Linked DNA regions of Gossypium hirsutum: all the other regions are linked to region 4. The links are chromatin contacts, called in public Hi-C maps. All regions are on one chromosome and are shown on one strand. The core of a region is the stretch at or near the end of the contact, and the rest is flanking DNA. Distances in the headings are between cores, read along the strand shown. Region 1 has its middle 13 kb from the start of LOC107951064. Region 2 holds the start of LOC107897704 (protein BIG GRAIN 1-like B). Region 3 holds the start of LOC107951068. Region 4 holds the start of LOC107951061 (protein ELF4-LIKE 3). Region 5 holds the start of LOC107897705 (protein Brevis radix-like 4).

The links. A called contact is a pair of places that touch in the nucleus more often than the background predicts.
Region 1: a Hi-C map of leaf shows a contact between it and region 4, with 4 times the contacts expected there. The contact joins the enhancer-like site here to the promoter of LOC107951061 in region 4. A contact is called at or near these places in 5 of 34 Hi-C or Micro-C datasets (anther, callus, hypocotyl and 1 more).
Region 2: a contact with region 4 is called in a Hi-C map of leaf, with 1.8 times the contacts expected there. The contact joins the promoter of LOC107897704 here to the promoter of LOC107951061 in region 4. A contact is called at or near these places in 2 of 34 Hi-C or Micro-C datasets (callus and leaf).
Region 3: a contact with region 4 is called in a Hi-C map of leaf, with 2.8 times the contacts expected there. The contact joins the promoter of LOC107951068 here to the promoter of LOC107951061 in region 4. A contact is called at or near these places in 5 of 34 Hi-C or Micro-C datasets (anther, hypocotyl and leaf).
Region 5: a Hi-C map of leaf shows a contact between it and region 4, with 5 times the contacts expected there. The contact joins the promoter of LOC107897705 here to the promoter of LOC107951061 in region 4. A contact is called at or near these places in 6 of 34 Hi-C or Micro-C datasets (callus, hypocotyl and leaf).

Annotation. Positions count from the first base shown.
Region 1 is chrA06:20,228,266-20,230,965 of Gossypium_hirsutum_v2.1, reverse strand. It overlaps the pseudogene LOC107951066. Among protein-coding and RNA genes, the nearest start is that of LOC107951064, 13 kb to the right of the region's middle. Within about 2 kb of position 1,310, at least 7 of the 9 cell types and tissues checked have an H3K27ac peak or open chromatin away from gene starts, as enhancers often do. A contact at or near this core is called in leaf, where this site is marked.
Region 2 is chrA06:19,621,569-19,624,316 of Gossypium_hirsutum_v2.1, reverse strand. It overlaps LOC107897704 (protein BIG GRAIN 1-like B), which reads right to left and starts at 1,391. Exons shown (of 1, transcript XM_016823241.2): 1 at 321-1,391. The coding sequence starts at 1,391. The coding sequence ends at 321.
Region 3 is chrA06:20,248,031-20,250,730 of Gossypium_hirsutum_v2.1, reverse strand. It overlaps LOC107951068, which reads right to left and starts at 1,330. Exons shown (of 6, transcript XM_016885966.2): 1 at 1-1,330. The coding sequence starts at 1,165.
Region 4 is chrA06:19,953,557-19,956,256 of Gossypium_hirsutum_v2.1, reverse strand. LOC107951061 (protein ELF4-LIKE 3) reads left to right here and starts at 1,351. Exons shown (of 2, transcript XM_016885962.2): 1 at 1,351-1,659; 2 at 2,683-2,700.
Region 5 is chrA06:19,527,432-19,530,131 of Gossypium_hirsutum_v2.1, reverse strand. LOC107897705 (protein Brevis radix-like 4) reads right to left here and starts at 1,295. Exons shown (of 6, transcript XM_041115295.1): 1 at 843-1,295; 2 at 587-745; 3 at 133-506. The coding sequence starts at 712. LOC107897707 (phospholipid:diacylglycerol acyltransferase 1) reads left to right here and starts at 1,540. Exons shown (of 7, transcript XM_041115292.1): 1 at 1,540-2,700. The coding sequence starts at 2,318.

The DNA.
Region 1 (2,700 bases), core at 61-2,560, 270 kb before region 4:
CGTGTACCCCACAACAGGGTCTTGCGTATAAAATGTCTTCCTAATGTATCGATTTAATGGCGCATTGATCCTCAACCTAAAACCAGGTCTGGATTCGATATAAAAAGACGGCCATACGATACCAGATCGGCATCACCCTCAGCTACTGCTTGCATTCCGAGCTCCCTTGTGAATCCACCACTGCACATGAAAGTTCCCTCGTAACTCCTTTTCAAAGTCCTCATTAAATGAGCTTCCTCATCTTCACTACCGTGCCTGCCTGATTCGGTTTGCCCATAGGCATGATAACGAGGCTGAGTCACATGAAGGTAAGCGAGTTTCGACCCCAATTTCAGCTGAAGCTCATTAAGCCTCTCGATCACGGCTAAGCCTAGGTTGAGCGGATTAGTGTCAGTGGCGTCGAGGTGATCGATTGCGGGTGAAATTCGGACTGCGATTCTATCTGCACGTACAGCTTCGGCTACGGATCCAACGATTTGCATTAAGAATTTACATCGGTTTGCCAGTGATCCACCGTACTCATCTCTGCGATCATTGATCCCGTCTTTTAAAAATTGGTCGATGAGATATCCATGCGCTCCATGAATCTCGATTCCATCAAAACCGGCTCGAATGGCATTCAAAGCTGCCGTGCGGTAGTGTTGGACAAACCTCTGGTATTTCCGAGATTTGTAGAGCTCTAGGTTTAGGATATATGCCATAGCTCCCATCTAGCATCAAAATTCTCCACCTGTTGGAGAGAGGCTTGCTTGTTGACGATATGGGTGCCGCCCCACCAGGTTGATACACTATTTCATTAGTCAAAATAAGCAAATAAAATATTTCAATAAATGGTGAAAAAAAGGGGAAATGCATAGGGTGATGGAAGTTACCAGAATGTGAAGCACGGCCAACGTGCCAGAGTTGGCAAAAAATGATGCTTCCTTTTGCATGAACAGCATCCACAATCTTCTTCCATCCCTCCACCTGTTGGTCATTGTAGATCCCAGGAACATGTGGGAACCTGCTTCAACATTGCACCATTAGGCAATTTAGGATATGCCAGGAATCTGGATAGCTCAATATTATGAAAATCTGATATTATTGGAACAATCATTTTGTAACAGGGAAGGGATAAAAAGACTAACAAGGGTACCATTATATCATATACAAAATGATTATATTTGAAGTGAAGCATTGCATCTCCCAACCCTATTATCTCATATTCAATTTAATTTAATTTAAAAATAAAAACTCTTCCAATATGCAAAACGACACAACATTGGGCAAATCCTATCTGTTTGATGGAAAAGACTAGAAAGTGGTATAATTTATTGGTGGAATAGTCGTATCAGGATTTGGTTAAATTACGAAATTACCCAGCTGCAGTGTCGGACACCAGTGTCCCTTCGGTGATGAGAAAGCCGCCTGGAGTCGACCTCTGCATGTAATATTCAGCGAGCGCCGGCCTTGGGATTCCATTCAACGCCCTGCATCTAGTCATCGGCACCAGCACCCCCCTGCCATCACATACAAACCAAACTCAATAGACCCCCGGAAATCTTTGGTAGAACATGTCTGACAACCAAAGTTCCCTCAAGACAAGGATCTAAGCCCCTCCGAAATCAAGGAATCTGATGCAAAAAAAAAAAAAAACAGACAAACTGAAACACAGATCTGTGAGAAAGGTTGAACTTGCCCATCTTGTAAGGAGAGAAGAGCGTTGGGGTCCCTTGAGATAGAGTTTCCGCCATTGTTACCTTCCTACGAACTTGATCTGATGATGAAAAAACTTATCCGCAGTACACACTCCAGTTGAAAAAGTAAGGAAAACCAACAGTTACTAGAATAATTTACTTAATTATATAAAGAAATTTAGGGTGAGAGAATATAAGCATGTGGCATAAAATTGGACGGTATAGGGCGGGGGTTGCGGGAGTATTTTATAGCTGAAAATTTAATCCTTTGTTTTGATTTGATGAACTGCGTGGGGGGTTTTGATTGGAGATATATGGACGGAGGAGTCGGTGGCTGCTATTTATGGCATGGGTTTCATGTGCTGATTTAAACAGTGGCGACTCTTGATGCAAATATGTTTCCGCCGGCAATCACTGTTGCCGACCTGTTGTTGCTTTGAAAAAACTCTGGCGACAAATAGTTGTAGAATTACTTGTGTTTTTCTTTCTCTCTTGCAAAAGAAGAATGAGTCAAAACTCAAAACGGTGTGTACCATCCTGAATTCAATGCTCAGTTACAATTGTGAGTGTTCCCACTAGTTTGAACCTTGACAAAAAAAGGCCGGGTGAAACAACAATTTTGCACTTCATCAATTCTGTTAAAATCACGATTATACCTAATTAACACTGTAACGACTGGTAGTCAGTGATCTCGATAAGTGCATTTTTAGAATTTTTTTCCCGTAAATTGAAGTCATAAATATTTAATAAATATTTTTAAAGTTCAGTTAAGTGAATTTATTTAAATTAAAAGTAATTAAATATAAGGATTAAATTGTATATAGCGTGAAAGTTAAATTATAGATTAAAAATAAATTAAAGGGTCAAAGTAATAATTATACCTATGTTATAGAAATATGTTAAAATATGTTATTTTAATAATTAAGTAAATGTATATATATAATATTATATAATAATAAATTAAAGTATAATAAAACAAAATTAGTATTAAAAAAAAAGAAAGAAAAAGACATACAAATTAGAA
Region 2 (2,748 bases), core at 142-2,641, 330 kb after region 4:
TTTCACTTTCTCCCTTCTCTCGTGGGGTGAAGATTTGTGTCTGCTTTTCTTTCCTTTTTCACTTTTTTTCTTTGTTATTTCGACTTTCTGTATTGCTTTAACGGTTCACTCATCACTGTGTGAAGAATAACATTGATCTCCACTGTTCTAAAGCTTTAGTAATTTTCACCATCTTAGTGATTTTTTCTTTTCCATTTTCAAAGCTTAGCTAAGGTATAGAGAATCATAGTCACTCAAATAACTTGAATTTTCAATTTGGAAACCCCCAAAGCCAATAATTACAATTTGAAAGATGAAACGAGAGAGAGAGAGAAATGAGGTTACACTATGAAGCCATTAACAATGGCTTGATTAGTTTTCAGTCTAGTAGTTTCATACACTGGCAGCTCCTCTCTATACCTTCCAATTCCAATGAGATGATCCAACTCGAAAAGATCCGAACTCGAGCAACTCAGTCCATCATCGTCGTCGTCATCTTCTTCATCATCATAATCTTCAATAAAGCCTCTCAAATCCAGTTTCCCGATACCTCTTCTTTGATAGCTCCTTAGATAATCACTTGCTTTACTGGTGCTACCTGCAGATTCTTTAACAGTCTTTTGAACAGTTGAGGTGGACATTAATCTGGGATCATCGCTGTATATATTTTTATGGCCACAAGGACTGGAATCTTCATTCAAAATGACAGTAATTGGACAAAATTTAACTGACCTTTTATTGCCATTACTGTACTTGTTATTGTTATTACCTCTTGAAGAAGGTGTTTTGCTCAAGCAAGACCTGGAAAATGAAGTGGGTGATGAAGCTGAAGATTTTGATTTTCGTAGGAAATTTACATCCTCTGAAACTCCATTAGAGCACATCTTCACTTTCTTGGCATTAGCATTGAAAATGGAGTTTATGAAGTTAGTGATACGACCACCAGGGGAAATGGGTTGCTTCACTTTCTTCAATTCACCATAGATTTTCAATGCTTTCAGCTTTGTTTTGTTGAACCCACCACCACCTCCTTCTCTCTTGGCCTTCTCTTGATTGTCCTTCTTGTCCGGTTTCGATCTTCTCGATTTCTGTTTGTAACTCGACTCGGCTTCGGAAGATGAGAAGATAGCGCCATTGCTAGAATCGGAGGAGGTCGAAGTGGAGTTGAAATGCGATGCTGAGTCCTGATTGCTCTGCTTTTCAACCCAATCCTCAATCATAATAGCCCGTCGAAGACTGGAACCACTTCTCTGCTTCTTAGTTGTTTTGGTTTCCCTGTAATTGCACAATGTCGGCTCGTTTGATTCATCGATGGAACGATAAATTGCATCCAAAAGAGTTGAAGAGAAAGAAGGGGTTCTTCTTCTTTGAGGAACCGTAGTATCTATCACGGAGCTCTCTCTTCTATACATGGTGTTTTTTTTTTCTTTGTTTCACACAAAACAAAAACAGGGGAAACAGAGATTTATACAGGGGAAAAACAAGGGAATTTTGAGATTAAAGAAGGGACACAAAAGAAAAGGACAGTAAGGGGGTAATTTAAGGCTTTAATGTCTACTTAGAAAGTGTCAAAAGCTGCAAAGACACAATTAAGTAGAGAATGCAAGTAGATCATGTGAAAGAGAGAGAGAAATGGGTATAGAAATAGAAGAAAATTCCTCAATGTGAACTGGACTGTTCTGTTTATTACCAGTATATATATATATGTTTGTTAAGTATTAGTGTAGCATAAACAAGTAGGGGGGATTTGAACTGTGAAAAAAGCAAAGAAAAAGAGACAATTGTGTGTGTACTTGCTGTTGATGTAACTGAGGAAAAAGTGAAAGCAGGAGGGAGTGCCGCGCGTGCGGGTGGGGGTGCCAGGCTGTTGCAGGTTTGATTGTGCGGGTAACTTTTTCTTTTTTTGTTTGAAGTTTGATGATGTTTTTAAACTGCAAAGGGGTTGGGTTTTTTGAGGGGGTTATTGCTGAGGCAGTGGGCAATTACATTCCAATGAAGTGCGTATTGTTTGGTCCTTTTCATCTTTCGCTTTCATTCACTAATTTGTACTAGTTATCACCCTGTTTTTACTACCTGAATCAGAAAATAGATATACTCCAATGAAAGCAATTTTCGTTTTCTTTAATGAATACTACAAAAATTATTACCATATATAACATATTTCAGATTATTTATTAATTTATTATAAGTTTTTCAATTGAAAAGAGAGGCTTTTTTTTTTTACTAAAATGTTATTATATTATTTTTAAAGTGTAACAAGTAAAATACAAATATGAGTGATCGCAAATATCAAACTATTACAAATAAATTATCTAAATAATCACAAAGTAAAATGAACTTCTAAAGGATGTTTTTGAAAAAAAAACGTACAAATTTTTTTATTATTTTTCATCTAAATTTATGTAGTTTAAAAAATGTGATTGTGTAAAAAATATAAAGTTGCTTTCGGATAAAATCTATTCTTGTGGCACGTTTTTTCTATTTGCTCTTGTGGCATGCTGCCCTATTTTTTTCTTTTTTTTTGTTTGGTAGTTTCTGTTTTCATTGGTTTTCTTGATTTATGATTATGGGAGTGTGATTCCAGTAGTGTCGTTGTGGATATAGAAGAGGAGTTGGCAAATCTCACAATTGGGGGAAGGGAGGATGAGGTGTGGTAGTTTGATGTGGGTAGTGAAGAGGCGACTTAGAGTTATGATATGTGTTTATGATAAATTCCAGCATGAAAGACTTTTACGATTATGTTTTCTGTGTGGTTGATTAGGGCATGGG
Region 3 (2,700 bases), core at 81-2,580, 290 kb before region 4:
TAAGAAGGAGATCAAAAAAGTTACTATTCATTCGCCTCGAGTCACAGAGCATATGACAGAGCTTGTGTCTCAGAGCATCAGGCACATGAGCAAGCGAAGCAATCGCATCTGCATTATCGACAAGAACCCTCAAGCTCAAATCAAGCAATGATGGAGGCAGCCGCTTTGACCAGTCTTTTCTTTTACCCTTTTGAGGAACCCACTTAATTTGTAAGTACTGTACCTTGTCCGAGGAAGAACTCCCCTGTCTTACGTTAAAATTCGCTGCTCTATCCCTTATAATCTTCATAGCAGTAGAGAAAGGACCCGGCCAATCTTCAACACCCTTTTCTTCAGGTTCTTCGGACGGAATTTCGCTTTCAGCCTCCGTTGATAAAATGTTATCATCTTCTTCCTGGGTGCTGAAATGGGCAAATCGAGAAGCATTTTCCCTAGCCGTATCTCGAAACCGCTCCATTCTCCCCTGACTTGTTCTCCTATTATTCTTCTTACTTGGCTTTTCATTGGACAAATTCACTTCCTGTGCTAGAAGTTCAACGTCGGAAACTGAACCGTCAACTAAACTCTCATCTTTAGATTCCAAAGCACTTTCTACAAGCAATTTCCCCTTCCCTTTCTCTTCTCTACTATATCTCCTTTTTCCCTTCACATTCACTCTCTCCTTGCTTCTTTCCGGTTTCTCAGTATCTTCACTCTCTTCCACTAACATGCTTTTACCTTTCCTGTCAATTTCAACCTCTACATCGCCTTCGCTGCCGTTGCCGTCGCCAAATGGACCCTTCTTAGTAACCCTCTTCCCCGACCGCAAACTCAATACCCCTTCATCCTCGCCGCTCTCCAAACCGACATCGTTATCGGCACTCAACTTCCTCTTTCTCGAAACGTCACCGTTTCGTCGTTCGATAGGTTCCTCCGCCTCCAAAACACCATCCTGGCCGGCATTGGACGAAGCTCTCGTAGAAAGACGAAGGCTCCGCCGAAGTATGGGTGCGGAACCGGAAACTGAACCAAGAGTTTTAGGGGAGGGAATGAGTGAAGGCGGCGATGAACGAGTGGCGGGTTGTTCGCGGCCTTGCGTGGGAGTGGCGGGCGGGTCGATATTGGCCCGAGCTTTTAGGGGCTTGGGTTGGACCGGAAGGATTTCGCGGGATCTTAGGACCGGCATCGCTGCTGAAAGAAAATGGCGGGAAGTGAAAACGAACCAGTATGAACACTCAACAAAAGAATAATAGGGAGGAATCGTATTAAGAAAAAAGGGCGGCCTTTTGGTTTTTTAACAAATTTAGGGTTTTTCTGAAAGAGAAGCTTCTCGCGTACGCTTTTCTATATTAATTTTCCCGCCACATAAATGTCCTCAATATTACGGGCCTGAATCTGAATGGTCAGCCAGCTGGCTTTTTTATGTATTTGTTTTTGGCCCAAAGAGATGTGAAGAAGAAATAAAATAGTGAGAGGAAAAAAGAATGTATTTTTATTGATTAATCGGAATTTTTATAATATTTATTTATTAATTTATGTTTGTTTAATAATAAAATATTGATAACGTTCAACATGATTTAAATTTTAAATTTATATAGGATTTTAAAATATTTTAATTAAGTTTTTAGAGTATTAATATTAAATTAAATTAATTGTAAGTTTAAATTTATCATGAACATTTAAAATATGTTAATCTAATCAAATAAATGAATAATCTCTTTCCTTAAAAAAACTATATAATTTGCTGAATTTTAACTTTATTAATTTGTTTCTTTTAAGCATGCACTAACAACCTATTATTTTAGACCTTAAACATAACTATCTAATTAAATACTATACACTTCAACTCAACTTACCATATATAAGGTTTAGCATTATATATTAAGCTTAATTCAAATCAACATTAAAGAAATACTATCTTAATTCTAGTATATATTAGAAGCCAATCATGACATATCTAATCTAATCACATATATCATATATTGTTGTGATTATAGGGCTAAATAACGTCAATAGTCCCTTTTTTTAATAATTAGATTTAATTAAGGAAATAAATTGATTTAAATAAAAAAGCGAGTTCAACTGGACGAGCTTTCTGCATACGTATCAAGAAAACACGTCTAGCTGGACACGTTTTCTGGAAAACTCATCTAATCAGGCATGTTTTCCCTCAATGTTCAAAAAGGTCAAAAAGCAATGGCTTTTTTATCAGTGCCACGCCAACTGTAAAAAATAAAAATAAAAATCCAACAATAAGTTTTTTTACCCTATAAATACCCTCCAAATTTCAGTTTTTTCATTCACATTCTTCTCTCAACTCTCTCAAACCCTCTCAAGTCTCTCGTTTTGATCGTGTACGATATTTTCATTTAAAAATAATATTTTTATTAATTATCTCATATTGTATTTGTTCAAAATCTATTTTTCACGAATGACCGCCTCTCTAATCCACTTCAACAACAAGAATATTTCCACCACCCAAGTAGTAATGGTAAGACGAAAATTTAAATTTCATTAATTTCAATAAGGTTAATTTTATTTTTTTTAATTTGAAATTATTTTTATTGTGTAAATAGGCAGAGAATCGTGTTTTGAAGGGCTTCATTCATAACATCGGAAAGCTTGCGATCCCTGAAATTCTTGGCCACTTGCAAGCAGTTGGATTCTTACATGTGTCTTGCATGTTCGGGGGCTACAAACTTGATTTGGCACTTATCAACT
Region 4 (2,700 bases), core at 102-2,601:
AACTGTCATGTAGGACATTAAAGTTAATATTTAAAAATCATTTAGACTGCCACGTAGGACTGTCATTAGGGAGGTAACGGAACTTAACGGTAGAGTGACCACTTTGTAACAAAACAATAACATAAATGACTAAAATGTAACATTGCAAATATAAGTAACTAAAATATAATCTAAGACAAACAAAATTGACTATTTTTATAGTTTATCCTAAACTAACATAATTAATTTAAAAAAAAAAATTATTTGTATTGATTGTATCGGTTTAATTCTGATCACATCATTTGAAACATTATGCATTAACTAATGCATGAATACAGGTTAAAAATATATTAAATTATTCTTATACCATTTATGGTAATTAATAATTTAATTTATTAAAAAATATTATTTATAATAAATTCGAAATAGTACATTGAAATAGATTGATATTGATATGTGGTTAAAAAATAGTATACTCACCTATACAATATTAACTACTTTAATCTAATTTTTTATTCTCATGGAACATAAAAAGACCCAGACAAGTTTCGAGTTGGAACTAACATGTCCATAAATTTGTGTTGAAGGTAAATAATAATAATAACTTTGTATAAGCGGTAGGAACATGAGTTTTGAAGAAAAAATTAATAGCAAAGTTAGAGATGTTAAGAGTTAAGAGAAATATAAAAAAAATTATAAAATAGTGGGAACAAATCGTTTATTATTTCAATCATGTTGACTGATTAGTTATTAAAAAAAATGCAGGAACCATTTACATGGTTCACGTAATAGCTGAATGTTGTTTGGAATAAAAAAATGTTGTTGAACAAGTAGAGGCAAACGTTGTAATTTACCAAACAAAAGACCCAAATTAGCAGACAAAGAACACATTTAAACCAACAATAAAAATATAATAATCATGGTAATTAAAAAGATGGAAAATCAAAAGTGGGTAATTGATAAGATTTCCAGTTTTGGTTTAAAAACATGGTAGATTTCCAGTTTTGGTTTAAAAACATGGTAGTAGTAACATTCTTCACAAAAATCAAAAACTAAATTGATGATTGTCACCAATCCATTTTATTTATTAAAAGCTGAAAATGACATTCAAAATATTCCTTCTGCAATACTAAATAAAAAAATAATCAACATCAAACTCTTATTTTTATTTTATTTTTTCCATCTACCAAAGCAAAAACATGAATGTTATAAGATATCTTGGATTGAGGGACCCCCCTTCATCGGTAGATGGGGGATTTTCCATCAATGTCCATATGCCACGTGGCGACTCATGAACACCAGCTCGAATCATTCATCATGCCCCCGGATCTGAGTATTACACCCAGACACCAATCCAATCCAATCCAATCTCATCCCCCACGGTTTTTTTTATCCCCTAAACTCTTCTTAATAATTACTTGGTATCTCATCATTATTTTAATTTTTATTCCAATAATATTGTACCTTCTACATAACACTGTATATATATAGCAAATATGGAACTAAAAATATTTAATCTACATATTCCCCCCCCCTCTCTCCTCCTATCTTTTCTCTCTCAATACTCTCGCTCAAATAATTCATTTTCTTTCTTGCTTCCTCCTGAGTACGGTTTAATCGCCCATCTTTTTTCCTTCATTCAACCTGTGTCTGCTTCCCAGAATATAATGCTCCAACAAGGTACGTGTATATGCAAAAGTAATTACTATATCATTGATGTACTTGAATTTTTATTTATGTCTTCTATAGCAAATGATTTCAAAGAAAATAAAAACATGTAATAAAATTTCTATCTTTGTCTTGTGTAGTTAAATTATTGATTTCTTTTTGTCATTTTCAGCTGATGGGTTTTCTTAATTTATTATATTTCTTTGTAAAACACTTGGATCTTATCAAGATAACTTCTTGTTTTTGATTTAACACATTTTTTTCTTTTTCTTTTTTTTTAAAAAAATCTTGTTTAGCTGAGTGAGTGATGGGATTTTATGCTTCTTATTCCTTGAATTTGATGCAAAATCTTTTTTTCTCTTTTTTTCTTAATTTTAATTTACTTTTTATAAATAAATTGTAATTTTTTTTATCTGTATTTGTTTTTATTTTATATATATATTTCTCATTGTCATTTTTGCGGTTAAAAAGATTAATAATGCTGTCTCTCTGCAGAATAGTACTAACTATGAGAGTAATCTTATCTGCATCATTGACTAGTTTTTTTCTTTAATAACAAATTTTGGGTGTGTTTGAGATGCTTCCTTGCAACTCCATGTTTGAGTTGGGTATTTTCTGAGTACATTAAAAAAAGTTTCCCTTTTATGGAAATGGATCTGCTTTTTCACATCTCATCATAAGTAATAATAATAGTAAAAAAGATAAACAATAATATCAACTATTATTTTTCATGTTTTGTTTATTGATCTTTCTATGAAAAAACTGAAAGTAGCATGCATGGTGATGGACATGATTTCTACAGCAGGCCTTTGTCTCTTACACCTTAAACAATTCTTGTTTTTTTCTTTTTGCTATATTTAACTATGTATGATTATGGCTATTTTTTTTAGTAAAAACAATACATCATCGATGTATATTAAGTTTCTAACTACTGCCGTCTCATCTATTGTTTCCCTATCATATTCTTTCCTTTCTTTGTTGTATTTTTGGATTCATTACTGGTTTTTGATTTGATAGAACTGTGAGTTTCCACAGAGTAAGGCCCAAAAATAA
Region 5 (2,700 bases), core at 46-2,545, 430 kb after region 4:
TTAACAATAAACTAGGCAGGCATTGGAGCAGTGACGTGACTAGTCCATTTCCCAGCGAATTTCGAAAGTGGAATAAAAATTTCTTAATATGATGGAAAGCGAAAATCCAGAAAAAATAAGTGCGCGGCGCACCTGAATCGTATCCTCTTGAGATCGTTGCCGCCGCGAGGAAGTGAAACAAAGGTAATAAGCACGCCAGGCTCCACCTGAGCCACCCACTCTTTAGGCTCACTTTCTTCGACGAACACGACCGTGTCCACTCGGCGTCCGCTCAACGATTTCGGCGTCCCTTCTCCGCTCGAACTCGACATCCCTTTCAACCTTGCTTCCATCTCCTTCCCCCACGTCCTCGGCGTCGCTGAGCTCGAACTCCCCGTCCGACGATAAGACCATCTGAACCTGTCCGAGTCCGCGTCAGACTCGCCCATGTTCCTCAACCGACTCTGCGCCGTGCAGGGGTTACAGTGCCTGTACGCCCCCGACGCCTTTAGCGCCATGTCCTTCAACTAAACCACACAGTCATTAAAGCCAAACAAAGAACGAAGAACCGGAAAACCTTGACGTCGTAAATCTGAAAGCTAATTACCTGCGAAGTGAGGGATTTGATGGCTTGGTTGTGCTTAGTGTTAGGAGTAGTGGAAGAGTCCATTTCCTCTTGTTGACTCACCGAGTCATCACCAGGTTGCTTGGAACGAGCTATGCACGTCAGCATTGTTGTTTCGAAATTCTCTGAAAGCTGAGAAATCTTCTGTTTAAATAAAAAGCAATACATTGAAAACTACATTTATGATTTGTCAGAATTTGAGAACTAGATTATACAATAAACAAGTTTTCGAGTTTACCGTACAGAGAAGCAAAATTTAATGCAAACCCAGAAATCTGAGGATCAGTGGTGGGTAAGAGAGAACTAAGGGTTTTTTTTCTTTCTTTTTTCCTCTGAAGTTTCAGGGACCTGGAGCCCGATATTCGAGACTCAGGTAGCTCTTTAATGATGCCACGTTTAATTAAAAAGGATCAAAGATTCTCTGCGCCAACCCAAAATAAAAACAAAATTAAACAACAAAAAGGGTTTTAATAAAAGAAAAGAAAAAAGATGGAAGAGATAAAACCAAATTATAATCTCCTCAATCTCATCGAAGGAGCTATGGGTCTAATGGGATAAATGCACTCATTGCACTGCAGTTGTTGCTGTATATTGGTAGTAGAAGAGTGTGGTTGGTGTAGGCCGTTGCTGGGCTCAGATGATGTTTCCTTTACCTTTTTAATACACTGTGTGATCCGATGATGAAATGATTGGTGCGTGATGCTGATTGCTGAGCTTCTGCTTTTGTTTTTTTCTCAGTTTTCAAAAAGCCCACTGGAGAGACTCGATGGGCTTAGTTTCATCATTGGAAGGCCGAAGAACTCGTTTAACTTGGGCTATGTTATCAACTCGTGAGTGCCATTAATAATGATAGTGAGAGATTTGGCATTTGTGCATGTTGATCATTTACCATCTACCTGAAGTGGTGTGGTGTATCAGATCTTCCAACCCATTTCCAAAACAAATTTCCTTTTATTACTAATATTGATGTAAAACTTTTGACAGAGGGTTGTCTGTTTTAGAACTAGTTTAATCATTCTCAACAACCTAGTGTTGCGGGTTTGTGTTTTTAGGGCAATTGGTCAATATAAATTGAGGCAAATTGGAGCTGAAAAATCATTGATTTAATTGCAGGAACGTGTACATCGTTGAGCGATTCGGGTCTATCTACACATATCCGCTCCCACTCACGTGGCTTCCATTCCCAAGCGTATATGTCAGAAAGCATCTTTAGTTTTTGGCACATAACAAACATTATTAATTACTCCGAAATATTAGACTCAAAACACCTCTCCAACCTCCAATCACCGTTGAAATCCACCCATTTCTAATTTCCATCACCACCGCCGTCTGATGCTTTGACCACCGTAGTTTCTATCGTCAATCCGGCGGCTCCCAACAGATTATACCGCAGGCTCAGGCTTTAAAAAAAGTCCAAAAAGGAGACGCTAGCCTCCTTAGCCATCCCCGACCCACAGTGGGACCCTCGCCAGAGGAATCTGGAATATCAAAATAAAGGAGTCTGTTTGAAGCTTAAATAAGACCCAATCTCATACTTCCACCTCTAACTCCGGTGGTGGCTGTCATTATCTTTTATTGTCACCGGCTCAAGTGAGAAGAAAAAAGCCCCCCGCCCCTTTTTTTCTTTCACAATTAATGAGAGTCTTAGTATCAGATTCTCATTAGTCTCCGTTAATGAAACAAACCTGTATTATATTTTGGCATTAAATAACGATGTCGTTTTTGCGGCGGAGGAAGGGGACGGATTCCTCGAAGTCCCAGAACTTACGGTGCAACATCGTAAAGGAAGATGAGAAGAATAACCTATACGAGAGCCCCAGGAAAGAAAGCTATAATTCCAAGAAATGGTCATGTTGGGACAGTTGTTGTTGGTTCATTGGTTTTGTATGTTCGGTGTGGTGGTTCTTGTTATTACTTTACAATACAATGCCTGCTTCGATTCCGCAATATGTAACGGAGGCGATAACAGGGCCGTTGACGGACCCACCCGGGGTCAAGTTGCGGAAAGAGGGCTTGACGGTGAATCACCCAGTTGTGTTCGTCCCTGGGATCGTCACCGGTGGGCTCGAGCTTTGGGAAGGCCACCAGTGTGCTGA